Linked DNA regions of Sus scrofa: regions 1 and 2 are each linked to region 3. The links are chromatin contacts, called in public HiChIP or PLAC-seq maps. All regions are on one chromosome and are shown on one strand. Each heading gives the region's core, a stretch centred on a gene start, on an enhancer-like site or on the middle of the called end of the contact. The rest is flanking DNA. Distances are from core to core; before and after follow the strand shown. Region 1 overlaps LOC106505661 (a long non-coding RNA gene). Region 2 overlaps LOC106505661 (a long non-coding RNA gene). Region 3 overlaps ITPR1 (inositol 1,4,5-trisphosphate receptor type 1).

Region 1 (4,673 bases), core at 543-3,042, 160 kb after region 3:
AATTCTGAGACAGCCCCACATTTATATGAGTTTTTAGCTCACAGCCAGGCTCTTTTGTTCACGTGTTGTCTGTGGATACTTTTGCTCTGCAGCAGAGTTGAGTAGTCTCAACAAGAAGCCACACGGCCCCCCAAAACCTACAATCGTTACTGTATTTCCCTTTAGAGGAAAAGTTTGCCAACCCCTGTTGAAACCATTTTGAATTATCTCCTCATATTTGCAGCCTAAAAGCATTCACACAATTTTGGTCTCTTTCGTTCTGATGAAAAGTGAAATAACACTAAACCAAAACTGATAATAATGACTATGCAGGTTTTCAAGTCAATTTTGACTGAGGAATAGCATACTACATGAAAGTTTACAAATCATTATTGTACAGCTCAATGAGCTTTTACAAAGCAAAGATAACTTGTGTAACCCTCACCAAACCACAAGAACTCCCTTGTCCCACCTTTAGTCACTTCGTATCCCTCCCCAAAGACACTCACCTTTCAGATTTCTGTCAGAAGACATCTCCATAGCTTAATTTTGACTGCTTATAAACTTCATATAAATGGATTTATAGTATGTTTATATTGTGTCTGACTTCTTTTGCTCTGTGTTTTGATTATGAAATTCCTCTGTTTTTGTAGCAGAAGTTCATGCATTCTCATTGCTATGTATTGTTCCATTGTGTGTCACGATTTATTTATCCATTCTACAGTCAGTGGACATTTGAGTTGTTTCCAATTTTTGACTATTACAAAGAGTGCTGTTGTGAATAATGTATTTTTTGTGTGTGTGTATATATATATGTATATATGTACATGCTATATATGTTACATATGTAAGTTATATATGTATATGTTATGTGTGTATATAAGTCATATACATATGTGTATGTATGACATACACACTGATGGAGTGGAAGTGTGAGTTATTCATAAATTTTTTTTACTATGAATCTGCAGTACAATTCAATGTCAGAAAGTACAGAGTTTCGCTGAACAGAAATTGGTCTTGTTCCCATTTTACTTTAACATTAAGATTAATTTAGCAGAGTGTCAGGCTCAAAAGACTACATGCAACCAGACACCCATAGCATTACTTTAAAGAATTTTCAAGCTGCCTGCCTGGAGACTAATTGTTCGAGCAGCTGAATTCAAATCATTGCTTCCTTTGGAACACTGGGAAGGATCAGATCACTCTGGCAAGTTGCTAAGTCACAGAAGTGCATTTTCTGGGACGTATTCCTTACTTTAGGAAAAAGTGATGAAAAGTTATAGATGGATGGGGTGGCAGGGAGCCGCAGTAGACAGAGAGCTCAAAAAAAAAAAAAAAAAAAAAAAAAAAAGAAGAAGAAGAAAAGAAAAAAAAAAAAAAGGCAAAATTGCTGCAGTCAAGTTCCAGTGATTTTCCTACTTAGCAGCCCTGTTATTTAAAAAAAAAAAAAAAAAAGCCATAGAAAATCAAGATTTTATTGAAGGGGACGTTCCTCCCATTCCATCCACCTTCAACTGGTACTTCTGCCTTGTTCCCTTAATCACTAAGGCAAAAATTATCCAAGGGTTTGAAAACAGTTCATCTATTTGTTTCTTTTTAGCAGCTCCCAAGGATTTCATGGAGAGCAAACTGTCTTATACATACCAGGAAAATGAAGAGAACCAAGAAAAGTCTATATGGACAATAAGGAGAGGCATATACATTTGACTAAAGTTCTTTTTCCACTCATCACGTGTTACCAAACCAGTAGAGAAGATTCAATCTGATAATTATCAAGATGAGTCACCAGTAGCCACAGAGTGCTAGGGTCAAACTCAGGGCTTTTGTGGTTTTGAGCTGCTGTCCTCCCAACAAGATAGCACATTCCTCACTGATCTATTTTGGCCTGTGTCTCTTGTTTGGCCAAGTCTAAGATAAAGATTTCTTTAAGGAAGAAAGGAAGCCAGATGTGGGGGAGAGAGGAAGGAGGGAGGTGAAAGGAAGGGGAAGAGGAGGAGGAAAAGGGGGAGAGGATTTAAAAAAAGGTAAGCATTCTCTGCAGGACCCTAGAAATATTGCACCATGAACTTTCCAGAGCAGAGCAGATCATGTTTTCTACCCCCTAGGGGTCTGCTCCAGGTTTGGTGTGGGCCTACCTCAGGGTGGGTCCTTCAGCTTTCTTTAGAAACTTTGGTATTTTCGACTTGATCTTGTCTCCCTCAGCCTCCAAGGGCCAGTGACAGAGCGAGCTCTAAGGCAGCACCTCTGACCCTAGACCCAACTACAATCTCTTGCTAGGACTATGACAGTCTAAAGAGAAAAGAAAGTGGAGAAAGGGATATACCTTCATAAGCTAACAATATACGGAAGAATTGGACAGAATATCCCAGGCTTTGGAGGTACAGACACTGAGACATTATACAGCTGTCTTGAACAGGGCTGTGCTGTCTGATTTCCAGGATTCCCTCCCACCTGAAACCAAAACCCAAACCAAAATTTCTGCCCTAATTTTAATTTAGAGAATACCATCATGGAACTCTACTGGTAGCTTATGGGCACACTTAGAAAGCTGTAGGCTCTGTATCATCCAGCAGTAATTGGTTTTGCTTTGCAAAGCTCTCAACTCTTAGAAGCTGGAAACAGTGTCCTATTTTCATTTTTTAAATCTTCTTCCCCCCGTTTCCCTGCCCCAAACTCTTGAAAGAGCACTTTTCCCAACTCAGGTTCCAGAAGCACTTATCTTGAAAGCTTCTGGCAGAACTTTATTGCTCCGTGTCACACTCCTGTGAGGTGGCAAAGGTCTGTTATCCCCATTTTATTGCCAGGAAGCCGAGATGGCAGCCAAGGGCTTTGCTGAAGGTCAGCATTGGGGCAGGGGTGCCTCAAGGCAGGACTCCGAGTTCCTGGAGGCCTCGCTAGACTCCGAGGCCTTGCCTCTGTTTGAACTGCCTTAAAAATAGGACTTTCAAGAATTCCGATGACTAGACTGAAACTCTGCAGCGCTTTATTTACTAATGGAGCCGTGGTAACTGCATACATTAATGTTATTCATTGACTTACAGCCAAAAGCCATTCATTTACTAGAGGCTCCACCTAAAAGGGACTATTTCCCTCATCACTGATTATAATCCCACACTTCCCTGTCACAACAGGAGAAAACAAGTAGTGACATCAAACACCAAAGGCAAAGCATGGATTGTCCTTTTGGCCTCAAGGAGAACAAACTCCTCACCAGGCCTTGGTTTCCAGTCTGGCAGGTCTCTCTCCAGCCACCTGGGTGCTTCTGAAAGTGACTCCCCTGCATCTTATTCTCTCTGACCCTCCCCTTCACCCCACCTACCTCTCTCCTTCAAAATCTCTTATCTTCAAGGTTCATCTTAATCACCTCCCAGAAGAAGCCACTCCCAATTTCCCCACCAACCCTGTGTGTCTCTTCCTTTGAAGCACTTATCTGACGCTATCTTCTTTACAACTTCTTACTGGCCTTATGGCCCTTTTGTGTAGATTATAAACTACTTACCTGGCAAGGAAGGTTTTACTCATCCTTCCAGTGGTCTGAGATGTAAGACCCAGTCAGACCCACAGCCTAGGGAACTGCTTACTACATGGGTGGACACATTTTTTCTGTTAAAGACTGGCTAGTCAGTATTTTAGGCTTCGCCCGTCACCGTCACCGAACAGTCGCTATCAATTCTTCTCTGTTTCCTTTGTTACAACCCTGTAAAAATATAAAAACCACTTTTAGGTCAGCTAGGGGCTGGATTTGCCCCCGTGGCCATGGTCTGCCTGACCCCTGGCTTAGGAAGCATTATTTGTTTGGATTGTCACTGATTGACATCTGTTGAAAATTACTTATTTTGTATTTATGGAAATTTTAGCACAGCTAATGACTTTTGTATCTGTAAAAATGGCAGTGTTTTGGAGTTCCCGTCGTGGCTCAGTGGTTAACGAATCTGACTAGGAACCATGAGGTTGTAGGTTTGATCCCTGGTCTCACTCAGTGGGGTGGGGATCCGGTGGTGCCGTGAGCTGTGGTATAGGTCACAGATGCGGCTTGGATCCTGTGTTGCTATGGCTCTGGCATAGGCTGGCAGCTACAGCTCCAATTGGACCCCTAGACTGGGATGTGCTGCGGGTGTGGCCATAGAAAAGACAAGGAAAAAAAAAAAAAAAAAGACAGTGTTTGTAATGAGAATGCTTTCTTCCACTTTTCTAATATGGTGAAAGATCAAGGGTGCCATATAACCCAAAGACACTTTTATACTCTTTTTTTTTTTTTTTTTTGTCTTTTGTTGTTGTTGTTGTTGCTATTTCTTGGGCCGCTCCCACGGCATATGGAGGTTCCCAGGCTAGGGGTCGAATCGGAGCTGTAGCCACCGGCCTACGCCAGAGCCATAGCAACGCGGGATCCGAGCCGCGTCTGCAATCTACACCACAGCTCACGGCAACGCCGGATCGTTAACCCACTGAGCAAGGGCAGGGATCGAACCCGCAACCTCATGGTTCCTAGTCGGATTCGTTAACCACTGCGCCACGACGGGAACTCCCACTTTTATACTCTTAACTTTTTGTACTTCAAAGAGAAATTCTATATGCTAGTATCTGTATTTATTTTATTTTAAAAGACCAAACAGTTAAAAGATGGGTGAAACCCAGTGCTTACATTTGTGGAAGTATAAACTTGCAAGATCCATGCCTGCATCTTTCTGTGT
Region 2 (4,167 bases), core at 186-2,685, 140 kb after region 3:
TCAGGGTGTGGTCATCCTCTAAATATTACAAATGGATTTTCCCTGAACTCTTGCAGCAACAGGATCTTAAAGTGGTTACTGGTAGGAAAAGGTGACATTAAGGTCAAAAATGTCTCAAAAAAAGAATTAACAATAGTTTATAAGGACCACCCTAGTGACAATGGAGGTAGGGGTGGGTATTATTGAGACCAGGAAGCTAACACAGTACAGAACACGAATATTTTTCAAGCCTTCAACAGAGAGCCACACTAACAGTTGAACATCTGCTTTTTTGCCAGCTCTCCTGTTGAGTACTGACAAGTTTATTCCAAATTAATCCAGTACACTAATAACTGCCCCAAATGCAGATCAATCAAGTTTCCTTCTTCATCATCAGAACAGGACTTAATGTAAGAGTGAATTCAGAAAAATCAATGTTTCCTAGCCTTTCTAAAACACTACCAACTAAAAAGACGGGGAAAGGAAGCCTGAGGAAGCCTTTTCTAAGGCAAGACAAGGATCAAAGGGAGTGTGCTTAATCAATTAATCATCATATCCCTTTTCCCTAGCCGGTCGGAGAGGAACTGGATTCTGTTCTCCAGCTATGCCCCCTGAGTCGCATGGTCTGTGTTTGCACCTCTGGACCTCCTGGCTGCTCTGAAAGATACCCTTGGCACTGACTGAAGCCTGGAACTCGTGTTGTGAGCCCACCACGTGCCAGGGACGACGCTTGGCACTCCACACTCCCTCGTTACCTGTGAAGCACATTCTGTGCGCTGATGAGGAAGCCGAGGCTGGAGCCCACGCAGGCAGTGCGGCCAAGCCACCAGGAGGGGCGCACTCCGGGCCCTGGCGCTACACCACCGCGGAACTTCCATCTTGCTCAGAGCCGCCACTAGGCACCCGGCTCCCTGAGGGCAAGGGCGTGACTTGGATGCTCAAAAAACTCACTAGGCACGTAGTGGTTGTGACGTGAACTCTTCTTCGCGGCCACTCTCAGGCCACAAGCCCTCTACAAGAGTGGGGAAACCGAGGCCAGGCTAAGTGACGCCAGAGGACTCAAAGCCGGCAGCGGGCAGAGAGGCCTCGAAGGCTGAGGTCTGCGAACTTCAACGTTCTGTCTGGTTTACTCGGCTCTAAGATGCCGCAGACTTTCAGGGAAAGGGGCCTGGGCGCGGACGCTTCCCTCCCGGATCGTTTTCCCGTCAGCAGCCTCGGTCCACAGGAGAAAGCGGCGGCCAGCCCTACTCTACGGCCCCACCCGCCATCAGCTGCAAGGCACCGCGCCAGGAGTACGTTGCCTATTCCCAGGCACTCCCTCCCCCGCCTTCGCTCCCAGCCCCGCTCTGCGCCTGCGCGCAGGGGCCCTTGGGACCGTGGGCCCGTGGGCCAGCTGCTCACGCGGGCCTCCACCTGGCCCTCCACCTGGCCAGGCCAACGCCAATGGCAAGGCGGGACCTCGCTCTCGCCCCGCCCCTCGGGGCCCCGCCCCGTCGAGGGAGAGCTGGAGCCTAGGCTCGCGCCTGCACCTCCCGCCCCGCCGCGGGCTTTGCCGCTCTCTCTGTGCGCGTGCGCGCGGTAGGGGTTTGGATGGGGTCAGAACGCGGTTGAGCTGCTGAGGCCGCGAGTTATTTTGGAAGGCGGGGAGGCGGGGCAGGTCTGGATGGGAGAGGAGGCGTTTCCTCTGAAAAAGAAAAAAGTGGGTGTCGTGGGCTGCACTCAATGCCCTTTTGGCGTCGTCAAAGGGAAGTCAGAACTGCTCCGGATTTTCCCATTTTATGTCTAAATCACTCGAACCCCAACTAAGTCCTTCATGTAAGAACATCAGGGGTTCCTGAAGAGTGGCACACGCTGCAGTAATGATCGTCTCCAGGGCGCTCTGAGCCAAGTTTCATCTCCCAGTAGGAGTAGTAAGCCCAGAGATGAAGTCTCACCTGAGGGCACCCACCGGCAGTAACCTGCTCTAGAGGCTAGTCCAGGGCAGGCCTAGAACTTCACCGATGCTTAGACTACTGCCATTAATTTAACCCAATTATAGGTATTATTTGTACACCGCGAAGTTATATTTGAAATACGAAGTATGTGTGTTATGTCAGTTTTGTGTGTCATACACCAAGGATCCCTCAAGCCACATTTCCCTTGAGGACTAGAAGCTTTTCGTTGTTTCTAACACTAGGAAGAAAGTGTCATAGCCTCTGGTAAGATGGAATGTTACTGATACAGGACTTAAGTGAATATATGTCCCCATTTGTCATATTTGGCAGCAGATAGCTGCGCTTGATTATGAGTTCCCATGGACAGTTTTTTAGGTTGGTATCTGGATGCAAATACTATCCAGATCTGCTACTCTACCCCAAATTTCATTTTCTTGTCCATATAGAATGGGGGAAAGATTAAGGAACAATGGGAATTGAATATATAATGAAAAGCATTACTGACTGGAGATCTTAAATTTCTGGTTCCTCTTTGCCACCCTCTTCCCCAAAGATTTTTAGAACTTGGTAACTGTTCACGGATTGATTTTTAATCACATCTTTCTTCATAACATTTGAAAGAATTTCTTTCCTTCATTTGGCTTTGTGGGGCCTAAACTGAATTTTTGAGGAGATGGAAGCCCTGGAAATAGGCTGTGAGGGGAGACAGTGTGAATTATTAAGGAAACAAGGATAAGAAGATCCTAGTTTATGGAGATAACAGCAAGAGCTGAGAGAAGGGATAAACACCAAAAAATTAATTGGGTAGCAGATCTAGCAGATGGTAATCTATGTTCTAGTTGTAATGATAAGCTACGTTCTTGAGCATAAGGATTTGTATATCACTTATGGTGACCAAAAAAATAAATAAATAAATAAATACCATTTCTTCATTTGTATTTATTGTACAATGAAGAAATACCATTTCTTCATTGTACTTTATTGCCAGAACTCCTGAGAGTTCTGGCAATAAAGTACAAAAGACGTAGGGACGGGGTAAGAGCTTAGTGCCAGAAAGATCTCAGTTTTACTGTTCTACCACATCCCACATGGAAAATTAAGGACTTTGATAAAGGAGTAATTGAACTGGGTAAGGTGCACAAGATTCTGCCTGTATCTGGATGCTGTTGTGGAAATTTCTGAGGCAGATAGAGCCAGTAACGGCTCAACTGCTATGTCTACCTTAGGACAGCAAATGGGAAGGCACCTGATAACTTCCTGAATAATGAGCTCTTTATGGTAGAGACCCTGTGCTCAACCTACCACAGAGCTTATCCTTATACCCAACCTCCCAATTACTGATCAAAGATCTAGTTCTAGGGGACCTTTTGGCAACTTGTAGTTCTCCCGAAATGAAGATTTTTGAGAATACTTGCCGAAGGAATTGCCTATTTCGAAAGTATAAAGTCCATGGTTGAAGATTTTTTAAAAAAACAAAACAAAACAAAAAATCCAGTTCACTTTAGGGTTCTCTCCTTTCAACAGGTTTGGATTGTTCAACACAATGGTTATAGACATATATTCAATTGGCTAAATTATTTTGTCAAATCCTAGTTCCAGGATCCCTACTCCATCTCCTTTCAGAGCTCTTATGCTTCCTTCTCCCTGTAAAAGATAGTATACCTAGCTGTAAAACCCAACAGCATTTTGATTTCCCACCCCCTGAGGCTAAGGAAGAGGAAGAGGTGGAAAGGAAAATAGGTTGTAACAGGAGCAAAGTCCTGAAGATAGAAGAATAGCCTCAGAAGCTGAGATCATGTGATGAGTGATTAGGGGGATGTCACAAGTCTAATTGGCCAGTCCAGAGATAAAGGTTAAACTCAGGCTAACTCAGAAGAGAACAATTGGATAATTCATTAATTGTGTTTCTGTTTACATACCCTCCTGCCCTCACCTTCTAGGCTAATGTAGGTTTTATCTTGATTAGAGGCAAATTTTTGGAACCAGATAGGTTCTCCAGCTTATGGCTCATTCTCCTCACCTGGCATATGAACAAACTGGTTAAGCATTAACAGGTGACTTGGCCAACACCACGCAGCTAGTTAATGGCAGAGCTAGGATTAGAACCACTCTCTCCCTCTTCAGAACCAGATCCTCTTCCTGTTTGTCTCCAAAATGGCCATCAATTTCTTCCCAACCTGTATGTGCATGACACGCCATCCATCTACAGGTGGAGTCTCTTTCCCCTCCCCTTGACTTGATTCGTGACTCCATT
Region 3 (4,497 bases), core at 512-3,011:
AGCCCAGCCTCAGAGGGAGGGGAGAAGACTTGCACCTCTTGGTGTGAACTGGATGTGTTCACCAAGGGGAGAGGGAGTTGTGGGGGTCCCCTGCAGAGAACATCCCCCCCCCACATATCCCAGTTATAATTGATGAACACCTACCATAGGTCAGTCAAGCCCCTGAGTTGGGTGCTATAGCTGCAAAAAAGGAAGACACCATCGTCCCTGCTGTTGGGGAGCTCTGTTCCCCCTGAAAGTTCAGTCCCATCTTTGCAGAAGTGTCAACTCATGTCCTTCCCCTTTTGAGGATATGTGAAAATTCACCCTTATACTGAGGATAAGTTCACTGGGGACCATAGCTCTTCGGAAGTTCTAAGAGAATTCAGCTGATGGGAATCCAAAACTAAGGGCCTACCGTGCTTACTAGGAACTCTCACAGGGAGAATTACTTCCTTCTCCTGAAGCCTTGCAATCTGTCACATCATCACTTCAGCCCTGAAATGCCTGGCAGCCAAACTGAGGATATTTCCTGGCCTGACACAGTGGACTCCAAGTCTTCCAGTCTCTTCTGTCCCTGCCCTGGCTTCTGTGATGGTGATAACATCTGAGGATGGATATCACCTCCCAAACTTCTCCTCCCTGGGTGCCGTCAGAGTGGCTCAGACTTCATGGTGTTATCCCCTGCTTACAGGAACAAGGAGGTGGGACTGCCCCCCGGGGGGTCCCCTGGAACAGGTGACATCGTGGAGCCATGGGATCAAGCTTCCCTTTAAGAGTAACTCCTGCTTTCTTTCTGCCCTCTCCAGTGCCACCCACTTCCTACCAGCCCCCAGAAGAAATCTTTCCTTTCTGCTTGATGTTTTGTAGCAAAGTGGGAAACTATAAAATAAGCATTTGCTTGTGAATTAATTTTTGGCACATGCAGGGGCTCAGCAAGTCTCATGGCACTTGCATATCCGTCCTCCGAGTCCTTGCCAATTTTTGTGTGTTTCCTTCCTCCTGAGATGTTCCCACCAGCACCCGGGGGAATGTTCCCCCACTTCCTCTTTCCTACAGGAACACAGAGGCTGGTCTCACCTGGGGCAGAGAAGGAGTAGAATGGATCTTTCAACACACCTAGTGTTTGGGGTGTTTTAAGCACATACAGATGGTTGAGGATATATGTGCTGATCTGACCACAGAGAACCGTTCAGCAAATAAAGGGGACAGATCCAAAAAGATTTGGTGGTGGGGGGGATTAATTGTTTCCGGTTGCAGAAGCACAGCAAATTGCATGTATCAAATGGCTGCCCAAGGCTCTTCCTATGCCAAGTCTAGCCTCCAGACACACCCAAAAAGGATTTTCTTCTCTGCACGTACACAGTATGAGTTGGAAACTGTGAGAAGTGCTCTGTCAGGAAGCTGGCTGCGGATTCAGCTGAGAGATGAGATGAGAGAGAAATCCCTCGTCCAAGGGCCTTTCCCTCACCACATTTTTTTTTTTTTTTTTTTTTTTTTTTTTGAGGTTGGCTTGAGACAGCAGGCCAGGAGCCAGTGTTAGATAGGAAATCTCCCACCCCTTCCAGAAGAAGTCACCACAGAAGGCACTGAGGAGAGAGCACGCTGGAGACCCCCCTCTGACCCCGGGGAGCGGGGGTGGGAGGGTGAGAAGCAGTTTGCTTTGCCTTTGCTGGAAATGGGGGGCCAGCTGGTGAGGAAGATCAGCCTTGGTTTGACAGGGCAGCCACCCCAGGAGGAGGAGAGTGGTGTGCAAGCGAGTTACGTAAAAGGGTGTTGTGTTTGGCAGAGAAGTCAGAAATGAGTCACTTCTGAGCGGTGTTTTCTGACCTCGGGTTTTATCCATGTGGGAGAAGAGTGTGGCCAGCATCAGAGTCAGGAGCCTGCTTTCTCCCTGGCGTGGGGGGTGTTACCATGACAGTAAGAGGGAGGCAGGTGGTGGGGCCCCAGCAGGCTCCCCCAGGCACTCTGCCCTTCAGCGGAAACCACAAGGGTCTGGACAGCAAAGCACCCTGGCCTGGTTCAGGGAGGGCTTGTAGGTGCTGCCAGTGGGCCCTCCATGGTGAGTGGGTGGCATGGGGTCAGGGACTTGGGGGGACACTACCCAGTAGGGCAGGCGTGCAGGAGAAGGAACTTGGCTTCCAAAGCGGAAACACCTGGGCTGGAGTTCCAACCGGCAGGGTGACCTTGGACTTTCTCAGGACACGCTGAAACTCAGTTTTCTCACTTGTGAAAAGAGAATTGGAAAAACTGAGTCCCTCCCTTTTGCTCATGTTGAGAGGATTAAAGAGAGTAATGTCAGGTAGAGCTGCAGGAAGGAGCTGCTGCCCTGGGGCTGGTGTGGTGGAGCAGGAAGGCCTGTTCCACTCCTGTCTCCTCAGTCCCTCAGGGCTCGGGGCAGTGCCCTTGACCGCTCAGCCCAGCTCCTGCCCAGAAGAAGGTGATTCACAGAAAGTGCCTCACTCAAAGCCAGGGTCCTAGAAGGCTCTCAAAATGAGGCAGTGATTATTTGTATTAATGCTGCCTTGATTATTTTAAAATGAGGTTCATTTTATTAAATTTTTCTGTCAAAAATCCAACTTCTTAAATTTTGCTTCTGTGTCATGGTTGATGATCCAGTGAGCCTGGGGGCTGTGCTATTTATGTTGTTTTCACACACAATTCACCTCCATCTCTCTGACTGTTTCTATGTTTGAAGTGATTTTAGAGGCCCAGGAGGCAGGGAAGTCTTCATCGCCTCAGTTATCAGGTATTTACACTAACAGATGTTACAGGTGAAGCCGAAAGCAACGGGCAATGCAGTTAACTGCTCCCTGACCCAGGACCTTTCCTTTCCTTCTCTGTGTTATTATTATCATTATTATGTCACTTTTTGGTCCCAGTCATCTGCGGACATACATCTTTCTTCTCCATTCCCAGGAAACTGGCATGTCATTGAACAGGAGTCTTTGATCTAGATCCAGGTTTGGAAGTGAAAACCCAAAATCCCAAAGAAGCTCCCATGGTTGGGAGTGTAAGACTTGCATGATTGCCCACAACTCTCCAAGTAACAAGAGAAGATGCCTGGACCCACTGGCACCAGGTTCTGAAGTTCAGGGCAAGACATTCTTGCAAAGATAGTCAGCATGTTCCTTGTCACTTGGGTTCGAGAAGCTCAGTCCTTTTGAGGTAGTCTGAGGGGAAGGTTAGTTATCCTGGCTTGTGCCTGTAGAGGAACTGGAAACCCAGGCTACGTTTTCTCCTTTCCCGAGTAGCTGAACCACCAGTGTAGGCAGAAATGAATGATTGCATATATCCCTGCTTCTGGCCTTCTCTCAGAGGATGGCAGTTGTTGAGGAGCTGGGGGGAATCTTTGGAAACAAAGTGTTTCTCCTTCCTTTCTATAAGACCCATAAGCAAGAATTAAGGTTTTTTTTGTTTGTTTGTTTGTTTGTTTTTTTCTGACCATACCCACAGCCTGTGGAAGTTCCCAGTCCAGGGATTGAATCTCAGCTGCACTTATGACCAACACTGGATTCTTTAACTCACTCTGCTGGGCTGGGGATTGAACCCACACCTCTGCAGCAACCTAAGCAACCTAATCCATTGCGCTGCAGTGGGAATTGTAGGAATTAGTTTCTAAGAGAAACTATCCTCAGAGGAAACCTCAAGTTTTCCACAATCTCCAAAATTTGACAAAGGACCACCAAAAATATGTCAGAGAAGACTTGAAAATAGTTGTCAGTTGAGCCATCACTTCATTGTATCCTATCCAATCCACAGCACATCTGAATTGTCCTTTCTTCCTCTTCCTAACTTTCTCTAGTCCTTCTGAGGATAGAGTGCTCTTCCAAACTTGCATGCTGACACCAGATTCTCCTCTCCTATGACAGGTTAGTCCAGGGTTGGCAAACCTTGGCTGGAAGGTCGAATCCAGCTGCCGCCTGCTTTTGTAAATAAAGTTTTATTAGAACAGCTATCCTTACTCCTTTAGTCTGTCTCCAGCTGCTCTCATGCTGCAAGGGCAGAGTTGAGGGGTTGTACCAGAGATGGAATGGCCAGCAAATCCTTAGAATATTTACCTTGGGGCCATTTACAGAAAACTTCTGCCAGCCCCCGTGGGCGTGGAATCTTTGCTGTTTAGATAGAAAGTTGTTTAAGGAAGAGAACCATGTCTTAACCCCTTTGTTCGGTGTTCTTCACCCCCTGTTAGAGCAATGCTAGGCTTGAGGCAACTACCCAGCAGATGACTAATATCCTAAGTCTCCAGAGAGGGTGGTCACTTACTCAGCTAGTAAATGGGAATTCAGGGAAAGAGGCTTCTAGTTTTTATTTCCTTTTTTGGTCAAGGGTTGGGGTGGTGGTGATCTCCCTTTTTCCTTCACTGCCTCTACCACAGTACATTCTGTCAGCTTGTTTACCACCTTTCTGCACAGGCTCAGGTGGCCCCTTCCTCCAGGGATCTGTGTATGTGGCTCAGGAGTCCGGCGCTTCTATCTGAAAGCCCTCTCTGACCGTCTGACCCCAGAGTGCCACGTT

What was found. HiChIP or PLAC-seq counts read pairs in DNA pulled down with a chosen protein or histone mark.
Region 1: an H3K27ac HiChIP or PLAC-seq map of alveolar macrophages shows a contact between it and region 3. The contact joins two enhancer-like sites. A contact is called at or near these places in 2 of 2 datasets of contacts at active chromatin or transcription factors (alveolar macrophages and skeletal muscle).
Region 2: a contact with region 3 is called in an H3K27ac HiChIP or PLAC-seq map of alveolar macrophages. The contact joins two enhancer-like sites. A contact is called at or near these places in 2 of 47 Hi-C or Micro-C datasets (liver and skeletal muscle) and 2 of 2 datasets of contacts at active chromatin or transcription factors (alveolar macrophages and skeletal muscle).

Annotation. Positions count from the first base shown.
Region 1 is chr13:61,458,544-61,463,216 of Sscrofa11.1, forward strand. LOC106505661 (a long non-coding RNA gene) reads right to left here. Exons shown (of 12, transcript XR_002337646.1): 5 at 3,482-3,679. Among named protein-coding and RNA genes, the nearest start is that of BHLHE40, 67 kb to the right of the region's middle. Within about 2 kb of position 1,793, at least 20 of the 83 cell types and tissues checked have an H3K27ac peak or open chromatin away from gene starts, as enhancers often do. A contact at or near this core is called in alveolar macrophages, where this site is marked.
Region 2 is chr13:61,437,991-61,442,157 of Sscrofa11.1, forward strand. LOC106505661 (a long non-coding RNA gene) reads right to left here. Exons shown (of 12, transcript XR_002337646.1): 7 at 1-4,167. Among named protein-coding and RNA genes, the nearest start is that of BHLHE40, 88 kb to the right of the region's middle. Within about 2 kb of position 1,436, at least 70 of the 83 cell types and tissues checked have an H3K27ac peak or open chromatin away from gene starts, as enhancers often do. A contact at or near this core is called in alveolar macrophages, liver and skeletal muscle, where this site is marked.
Region 3 is chr13:61,301,675-61,306,171 of Sscrofa11.1, forward strand. The region is part of intron 41 of ITPR1 (inositol 1,4,5-trisphosphate receptor type 1); the gene reads left to right. Among named protein-coding and RNA genes, the nearest start is that of BHLHE40, 220 kb to the right of the region's middle. Within about 2 kb of position 1,762, at least 44 of the 83 cell types and tissues checked have an H3K27ac peak or open chromatin away from gene starts, as enhancers often do. A contact at or near this core is called in alveolar macrophages, liver and skeletal muscle, where this site is marked.